3 separate regions of the Sus scrofa genome follow, and all the other regions are linked to region 3. The links are chromatin contacts, called in public Hi-C and HiChIP or PLAC-seq maps. All regions are on one chromosome and are shown on one strand. Each heading gives the region's core, a stretch centred on a gene start, on an enhancer-like site or on the middle of the called end of the contact. The rest is flanking DNA. Distances are from core to core; before and after follow the strand shown. Region 1 overlaps MTMR12 (myotubularin-related protein 12). Region 2 holds the start of LOC110257335 (Golgi phosphoprotein 3). Region 3 holds the start of MTMR12 (myotubularin-related protein 12).

Region 1 (2,700 bases), core at 43-2,542, 66 kb before region 3:
AGGGATCAAACCTGCGTTCATTTCCACTGTGCCATGATGGGAACTCCAAGGAAGTGTTGTATTTCTGACTGCACTAGGATGCCTCTGATTCTCCCTCCAAGACTCTTTCCGTTCTATCTGAGAGCAGAGAAGGGCCTGCTTCCCCCTGCCTAGCCTAGAGGAGGCTCTCCACAGCAAGTGTGAGCCACACGTCCACCCCTGGAGTGCACGGTACAAAACCCACATGATGAAAATTCTGCTCACACCCTGGCTCGCCAGCCATGACCTACAGTAAATAAAAACATGTCTATACCCATGCATTTGTCTTAGAGTTTTAAGGTCCTGAAAAATCAATGTCTACACCCCTGTGGTTTCTACTTTACAAAAATAAGTGCAACTCCAGTTGCTATTTTATTTTTTTGGTCTTTTTGCCTTTTCTAGGGCCACTCCTGCGGCATATGGGAGTTCCCAGGTTAGGGGTCTAATTGGAGCTGTAGCCACCGACCTACACCAGAGCATAGGAACACAGGATCCGAGCCGCATCTGCAACCTACACCACAGCTCACGGCAACACTGGATCCTTAACCCACGGAGCAAGGCCAGGAATCGAACCCACAACCTCATGGTTCCTGGTCGGATTTGTTCACCACTGAGCCACGACAGGAAACTTCTCCAGTTGCTACTTTAAAATGTCCATGAGGACGATAGTGCCGGCAGGAGTTAGAGAAGCTTCAGAGAGAATTCTAAGCAGGGAAGTGTTTCCACTCTTAAAGCTTCATTGTGACCCCAGAGTGAACACTTGTTCTCCTGTTTCTCTTCCAGGAAACAAGGTCAAACTGTGGGAACACGCGGCTTTAGGAGAAACAGATTTTTATGTGTCTTCCTAGTGCTATCACCTTTTGAAACAAGTTTCATTTTTTTCAGAGGATCTTCCTTCTTCTGTGTGAAGGGTGTTAACTGTACATCTGTGGGTCTCAGGAAGAACGAGATTTCAGAGGAGACATAACCCAGCAATCCACTAAGGATCAAGTGACAGCTCAGCCTCGTCCGCCAGAGATTCCCATTAATTGGGTTTTATTGTAGTGTCTTTTCTTTCCTGGCTGCACCCAGGGCATGTGGAAGTTCCCGGGCCAGGGATCAAATGTGGCCACAGCAGTGACCCAAGCTGCTACAGTGACAACACCTGGATCCTCAACCCACTGAGCCACAAGGGAACTCCTCCCATTTCATTTTATGCAACTCTGGCACTGGTGCAGGTGGGCCCTGGGTATTTCCATCTCTCAGCCCCCAGTCTTTATTCCTCCTTTTCACAGTTACTCAGTACTCTGTTCTGCCACTGTAAGGTAGGACTTCTTCAATAACAACCTTAGGCTTGCTCTCTTCATAGGCTGGTAAATTTCTAGAAGGCAGAAGCACACAGCTCTGTACATGGGAGGTGCTCTGTGAATGTATTCAAATTTAAGTCAGTGAGCCAGCATCAGAGGGTACAAGAAGCCCCAGGCACACACTTTTCCAGTCTGCCCACAGAAGTCAAATCCCAGCAGTCATGGAAAGTGTCAGGAAAATGCTAAAAGCTCAAGGGTATGAAAGCATGAGACAGTCTACTTAAGCATGCGGTAGAAGAAACTTTAAATATTCAAAACAGCAAACATACTACTTCAGCTCAAATCTAACCAATTCCAGCAACAATCCTCATCGCCTAAGGTTTACGCTCTGCTTTTTCACATGCCGAATGTGTATGTCCTGTCTGCATGCACGGCAAGTTAAGCCCACAAAAGAAAAGGAAATCGGGGACCACAAAGTCTCTATGGCAACTATACAAAACTGTCAGACACAAAGATGCAAAAGTAACAATTAAACCATCCATGGGTCTCTTCATACAAAAAGATCATCCAAAGATTTTAACTTTAACTGAGTTAATATAAAACAAAAAACCTCAAAACATTAGGAAATGTGAGCTTTGGAAAAGATAGCAAACAATTCCTTCTTGGGCTACAAATAGGTCTGCCAAGTTCCAAGTGAAAGAATTCATTTTTAAACTCCAACACTGAAATCCAAAGCAAAGGATTCTAAGGTCAGGGTAAAAAGAATGGGAAGGATTTCTACACCAGCTCACCCTTTTTTTTAAGAGAATTCCAATTACATAAAGCCCCATATATAAATAAATCCCAAGTAAAGAAAAAAGGAGACCACTCTTTGTGCTGTAAATATATTACCTAGAAGAAGAATGTTCATGTTTTGTGCTTCTAGACATTCTATAATCTCTATTGCTTTTTTCAGGCAGCGTCTAAATAGGAGAGAGACAAGAAAAGGGGAGATTAGGTCTTGAGCTTGATATCATACACACTAAGAAATTTATTGAGAGGTGTCTGACTTGATCTTCATTTTCTTATCGCACTGTTTCGTGCTAAAACTCCTTCAGAAAAGAAACAAATTATCATTTACACTATTCAGATACTGCAAGACACTCATCTGCTTATCAGAAACTTAAATTCTTTAGAATTCCAAAACTGACATAAAAATGTTCCTAGGTGATCCCTAAACTAGAAATTCTTACTGCAAATTCACAGCTGAGTGTGTCGGTGAGTCCCAGTAAGAGCCCTCAAGCCCACACCTGCAGGCTGTGCTGCACGTCCATCATGCTTAATTCAAGGTCATTGGCCGAATGTGTTGATGTGGCTGGAGAGGCCCAGCATGCCCAGAAATCCCTTTGTTTCTCTC
Region 2 (2,700 bases), core at 22-2,521, 120 kb before region 3:
GCCTCCATTACCATCTCACCGTAATTTCCCAAAATTCCAAAAGGTACACCTTAAGCTGTTGGGTTTGTTTTTTGTTTGTTTTTTAAATCCCCCAGAAGGCAGATTCGTGGATCCCTCCCAGGTCCTAAAACCTGCAGAACCATGAGTTCGGGGCGCTGGTGGTTCCATGTGTTTCACTCTAACCCGCAGTCTCCAGGTGGGAATTGTACCCTGGGGTCTATACGGGTTAGACACGCTGGGAAAAAAAGCGAGGAAGAAAGAGACTGTCGGGGAGTCAAAATTTAAGGAGTGACTGTGAAAGGAGAAAGGGAAATCCAAACAATCTGTGCGGGGAGGATCTGGAAGCACCGGGCCGGCTGGGCGCTCCCGAGCGCGGAGCTCAGGAGCTCGGAGGGCAGACGCGCGGAACCAGTGGCCGGGCTCCCGCCTGGCGCCCGAGCCCCGCGCCGGCCGCCCCCGCCCTGCCCGCCGGGGCCGCACCTCTCGGTCCTTGAGGCCCAGCAGGAGCACCTCCTCCATCAGGGTCAGCCGCGTTTCCTTGGAGTCGCCCTTGTCGTCGTCGTCCTGCTCGTCGCGGCGGCTCTGCGCGTCGTCCTCGCCGTTGCCGCCGCCGCCGCCCGCCGCCCTCTCCTTGTCGGCGGCGTTGCGGGAGGCCTCGGTGCGCCGCTGCACCAGCCCGGAACTGCGCTGGGTCAGCGAGGTCATGGCTCCGGCTGAGGCGCCACGCCGGGCCGAGAGAGACGCGGGACCGGCCGGGTCTCCCTCCTCCTCCCTCCGCAGCCCCCGACCCGCGCTTCCGTGTTAAACCCGGGCGCTGGGGCGACGTCCGCGGGCAGCGGGACAGGAGGCAGTCATGGGGATACGGGCCGCGGCGAAGCGGGCGGGCTGGGCGTCGGCGGGGCGAGCGAGGGGTTGCTTTCTTACTGCTGCCGCAGACCCCCTGGCAGCCGGAGCTCGGTGGCGGAGGCGGTGAAGGAAGAAGCAGCGCTGGAGGAGGAAGCGGCGGCGGCAGCGGCGGCGCCTTTCCAATATGGCGGCGCTGGCTGACGTCACTGGAGGATGTGGCACGGCCGGCGCGGGAGGGGCTCGGAGGGCGCCGGAAGCGGCCGGCGAGGACCTGGCGGCCCCGGGCAGGGGTGGGAGTGGGAGCTTGTGGACGTCGACCCCTTCCCCGGTCCCCGGGTCTTCCCCGGCGCTCGCCCTTTCCTTGGCGGTTCGTTCCGCGCTCGGCCCGCGGCCCCCCTCCCGTGACGTGTCCGCCCTCCGCCCGCCTTCCCCTGTGCGGGTCGAGGAGCCCGGGCTGGAGCCAGAGATTGGCCAGGCCCCCGCGAATAGGGGCCACCCCCGTGGCCTAGCGAGCGTGAACCCTGTTTAGCCTCGAGCTGTGCTCTTAGCACCTCGGACACCACCGACCTCGGAGTCGCCCTCGGATAGGGCTGAAGGGACCCGTCTTGGAATCCGGGGTCCCCAGGAGACACTCGGAGGACTTTGCTCAGCGCTGATGGGGTGAGGGCAGGGTGCGTCCTCTGCCCGCGTTCCCAGACTTCAGGAGGAACAATTGCTTTTAAATGGCTTGAAAGTGGACTTTAGTGTTTTCTGGGTGTGTGACGGTATGGAAAGAGAGGTTAGAAAGAACTGAATAGTTTTCTTTGTAAAACTCTTCCTCCCTCCGGGACCAGGGAGCAGTAAGTACAGTTAGTACTGCACACGTCAGTCAGTCAACTTTAACGAACCTTTTATAGAAACAATAAACCCGTTGGGTTTCATGCCACGTCTTTGTACACATTAAATCTCCTTCAATTTAATCAGTGGGTTAAATCCTCTTGGCATGCATGTTAGTTTGTGCAATTTATGTTAAAGAATAGCGTCAAACCTGAGGGGTGGCGGGGGGAGGATGGAGATCCAGAAAAGTAGAACTTCTAAGCAAAACATTATCCAGAAATGGCATTGTATGCCATCCGATATTATTTAAAATCAATAGTGACCACAGGCTGTGGCTACAGAAAGATTTGGAAATGAGGAATGCGTTGTCCTAACAGGGCTGTAGTAAGTGATAAACGCCCACAGTAAAATCGTCCCATAGAACGTTCTGAACACAAAGTTCTTCCCGGGAGTTCCCGTCGTGGCGCAGTGGTTAACGAATCCGACTAGGAACCATGAGGTTGTGGGTTCAATCCCTGGCCTTGCTCAGTGGGTTGGGGATCTGGCGTTGCTATGGCTCTGGCCTAGGCTACATCTCCGATTAGACCCCTAGCCTGGGAACCTCCATGTGCTGCGGGAGCGGCCCTAGAAAAGGCAGAAAGACCAAAAAAAAAAAAAAGTTCTCCCCCTTCCACAGACCCATTACCCACAAATCTTGTGGCTATTCACCATCACTGCCACCCCATGCCTTGGAAAATGAGAAACTAAATCTTCTGGAGTGAGGAGGAGGGTGACCACAAAGTCAACTATCCCTTTCTCCTATCATTTAGAGCAAAGGTCAGTTTCACTTCAACCAATTTCTCTCATTCACAATCCTGTTCAACTCTTTTTTTTTTTTTTTTTTGTCTTTTTGTCTTTTTTGTCTTTTTTTATTGTTGTTGTTGTTGCTATTTCTTGGGCCGCTCCCGCGGCATATGGAGGTTCCCAGGCTAGGGGTTGAATCGGAGCTGTAGCCACCGGCCTACGCCAGAGCCACAGCAACGTGGGATCCGAGCCGCG
Region 3 (2,700 bases), core at 98-2,597:
GAGCAGGAAAAAACCTGGAGAAATCCAAAATGAAAACACATCTAATTAGGTATTCGGATTGGGAGCTATTGCTCAAGAAGCCCTCAGCATGACCTACAAGTTGTAACCTCTCTAACCTCCTGTTCTTTGACTCTCCCCTTCCCCCACCGGATTCTGCAGGTCCGGCTTCCTTGATGCCCCTCCAACACTCCAGACTCTTCGCTCCACCTGCACCTCAGATCCCAAGCATCCTCCAAGTCTTTGCTCAAATGCCACTGTACAAGGAGGAAAGAGGGGTCTTTTCTTTTCCCGTGATACTTTTCAACTTCTAATACGCCATATCATTTACTTTTATGTATTTTATCTGTCGTTTACTCCTCTCTCCCTCAGATAAGATCCAGAACAACAGGGATCTTTGTTTTGTTCACTGATGTATACCCCAGTTTAGAACAGTGCCTGGCACTGAATAGGAGTTGAAAAAATATTTTCTGAATGAATGAATGAACCTGACAGTAAACTCCTGGAGGACGTCGAAAGGGTGATGGTGAGGGGTGAAATGAAAGCGGGAAGAAGCGACGGAGAATTCACAAGGAGAGGCAGAGACTGACTGAGGCTGGGACCGACCCACATTTTCTCCCTGCAGTGCTGATGGGAGGCGGGAGGCAGTGCACGGTATCCCACCAGCGGCATCAAATAGCACTCAGAAGCAAGCTGCTAAGATAAGCAAGCTCTACACGCTCGCTGAGAAATTCCAAGGGCAGGGCAGACCCACCCGGACTGCAGGCTCTGGGCAGGTCCCCACGGGGGTCCAGACCCTTCCAACCCTTCCCCTCCCGCGGTGCTCCAAACCCCAGCTCCCCTCCACTGTAGCCAGGAGCTTGAGGGCCGCAGTACCTCCCCGTCTCGGGCCCCTTCACCTGGTCGCCAGAGAGCCGGGCCCTCACTCGGGCACCTGCCTGCCTGCGCCGGGAGATCCCCACCCGGGTCGGCGGGGAGGCCCAGCGCGCCCCTGGGGATCTCACCCTGCCCGGCTTCCCTCCCGGACACCGGCAGGAAGCGCTCGCGGCCCTTCCAGCGGCAGGGAAGGGGCTCCCGGCGCCCCTCGCCCCGGCCGCTCCTGCCCGACGCCCCGCCCGCGCGGCGCCTCCTCACCTCTGGGCGCACGTATGACACGAAGGAGGGCTTCGGCGCCTTGGTGCCGCCGCCACCGCCGACTACCCCTTTCCCCAGCATACCGCCGCCCTGAGAAGCAGCGACGCGCGGGAGCAAAGGCGGCCGCTCGCAGCGGCCACCAGCACTGGCGGCGGGGGCTCCGCCCATCCCCAGGGCCGCGGCGGCCGCGGCGCCGCCCGCATCCGGCTCAGCCGCTGACACCGTTCGCCCCGCCCAGGCCCGCGGGCCCCGCCCACTCCACGGGGGCCGAGGGTGTCTGGGACTCGCTGCCGGAGGCCACGCCCCCTCCGCTCCCGACCTGCGGGGCTGACTGGCGGATACTCGCCTTCCGAGATAGGTCCCTTTCCTTATGTTCGGCAAAGCCCGCCGTCATGCGTCCTCTGATTGGCCAGAAGGCTCTGCGGGCCTAGCCCCCACTTCAAGCCCCTTTGAATGAACCTGGAGCGATGTTTCCTCTGACCAATCCAGAGAGCGTTCTCTCCGGACTCCTCGGCGATTGGATAGTAAGAACATCGCAGTCGCCCACAGATTCTGCAGTCACTGAGTTGTGAGCTTTGATTTACTGCAGTCGTTCTCTTCTCTTGCCATTTTGGAATGAAATTTCCCCAAGTGCGCGGTGTCAGATATCACCGAATGCGAATTAGACAAACCAAGTGATAAGAGGCATCTAGGAACAGGTTTAAATATTTGATCATAAAAGACTTTGTCGACCTCATTTTTCTAAACTTTTGTGTTTGTTTCTCTGTGTTTCTAACAGAATGACCAAAGCCTTTAAGAGGTGTCTTTCATCTGCCTTCTCCAGTTCCGATAAAACCCTCATTTTTAGTGAAGATTGTAAAGAAAATTCATTTACATTAGACATTTGACGCTAAGCATAGTTTTAGACACAGATGAATAAGACAGGACCAGCTCTAAAGAAATTCAGTCTAGTGGAAAAAACTAATAATAAATATTTGCAGTTAATTTTCTCGCTATCAGACCCTGCTAAGCATTCTAGTCCATCAATGGCTCTTTACCCTCTTCTTCTCCATGACTGCCCCATGGTCACCAGCAAAGCCACTCCAAATAAACATAAACTCTAAGCGAAAATGAATGTGCTTACTTTTGCACACATAGGTCAGGACAAGTCCTGTGGCCTCATTTCAACCAGATTGCCATCCTTCAGCCTATCAGATACTGCAGTTCTGGAGCCACCCCTGAATTACATTATCCTGGTTCTCAGGTGGAAGAGCAAATGCAAGTAATTTATCCAGATCTCATAATAAGTCACTAACAGAGCTGGGATTCCAACCCAGGTGTGTCTGATTCCAAAGCCCAGGTTCTGAACATTATAATTATACAAATTGGGAAGAAGCCCAATAAAAGAATGGTCAATTCTCTTTGGGAAGGCCAAGTCAGACTTCATTTGAAAGATATACCTTAGGGAGGTGTTGGGAATGACGTTATTTGTGGAGACTAATAGTATTACTTTATATTTCGCAGAAGTTTTTACTTTTCAAAGTGAAATGGGAGTTTCCGTCGTGGTGCAGTGGTTAACGAATCCGACTA

Evidence for each region. A called contact is a pair of places that touch in the nucleus more often than the background predicts. HiChIP or PLAC-seq counts read pairs in DNA pulled down with a chosen protein or histone mark.
Region 1: a contact with region 3 is called in a Hi-C map of omental adipose tissue, with 2.2 times the contacts expected there. The contact joins the enhancer-like site here to the promoter of MTMR12 in region 3. A contact is called at or near these places in 1 of 5 promoter capture datasets (liver), 24 of 47 Hi-C or Micro-C datasets (adipose tissue, alveolar macrophages, brain and 13 more) and 2 of 2 datasets of contacts at active chromatin or transcription factors (alveolar macrophages and skeletal muscle).
Region 2: a contact with region 3 is called in an H3K27ac HiChIP or PLAC-seq map of alveolar macrophages, with 2.8 times the contacts expected there. The contact joins the promoter of LOC110257335 here to the promoter of MTMR12 in region 3. A contact is called at or near these places in 2 of 5 promoter capture datasets (fetal liver and liver), 5 of 47 Hi-C or Micro-C datasets (alveolar macrophages, embryonic fibroblasts, fetal heart ventricle and 2 more) and 2 of 2 datasets of contacts at active chromatin or transcription factors (alveolar macrophages and skeletal muscle).

What each region holds. Positions count from the first base shown.
Region 1 is chr16:18,470,654-18,473,353 of Sscrofa11.1, forward strand. MTMR12 (myotubularin-related protein 12) reads right to left here. Exons shown (of 17, transcript XM_021077144.1): 13 at 2,196-2,266. Among named protein-coding and RNA genes, the nearest start is that of MTMR12, 66 kb to the right of the region's middle. Within about 2 kb of position 1,293, at least 6 of the 83 cell types and tissues checked have an H3K27ac peak or open chromatin away from gene starts, as enhancers often do. A contact at or near this core is called in omental adipose tissue, where this site is marked.
Region 2 is chr16:18,415,225-18,417,924 of Sscrofa11.1, forward strand. LOC110257335 (Golgi phosphoprotein 3) reads right to left here and starts at 1,272. Exons shown (of 4, transcript XM_021077099.1): 1 at 481-1,272. The coding sequence starts at 705.
Region 3 is chr16:18,536,546-18,539,245 of Sscrofa11.1, forward strand. It overlaps MTMR12 (myotubularin-related protein 12), which reads right to left and starts at 1,348. Exons shown (of 17, transcript XM_021077144.1): 1 at 1,132-1,348. The coding sequence starts at 1,299.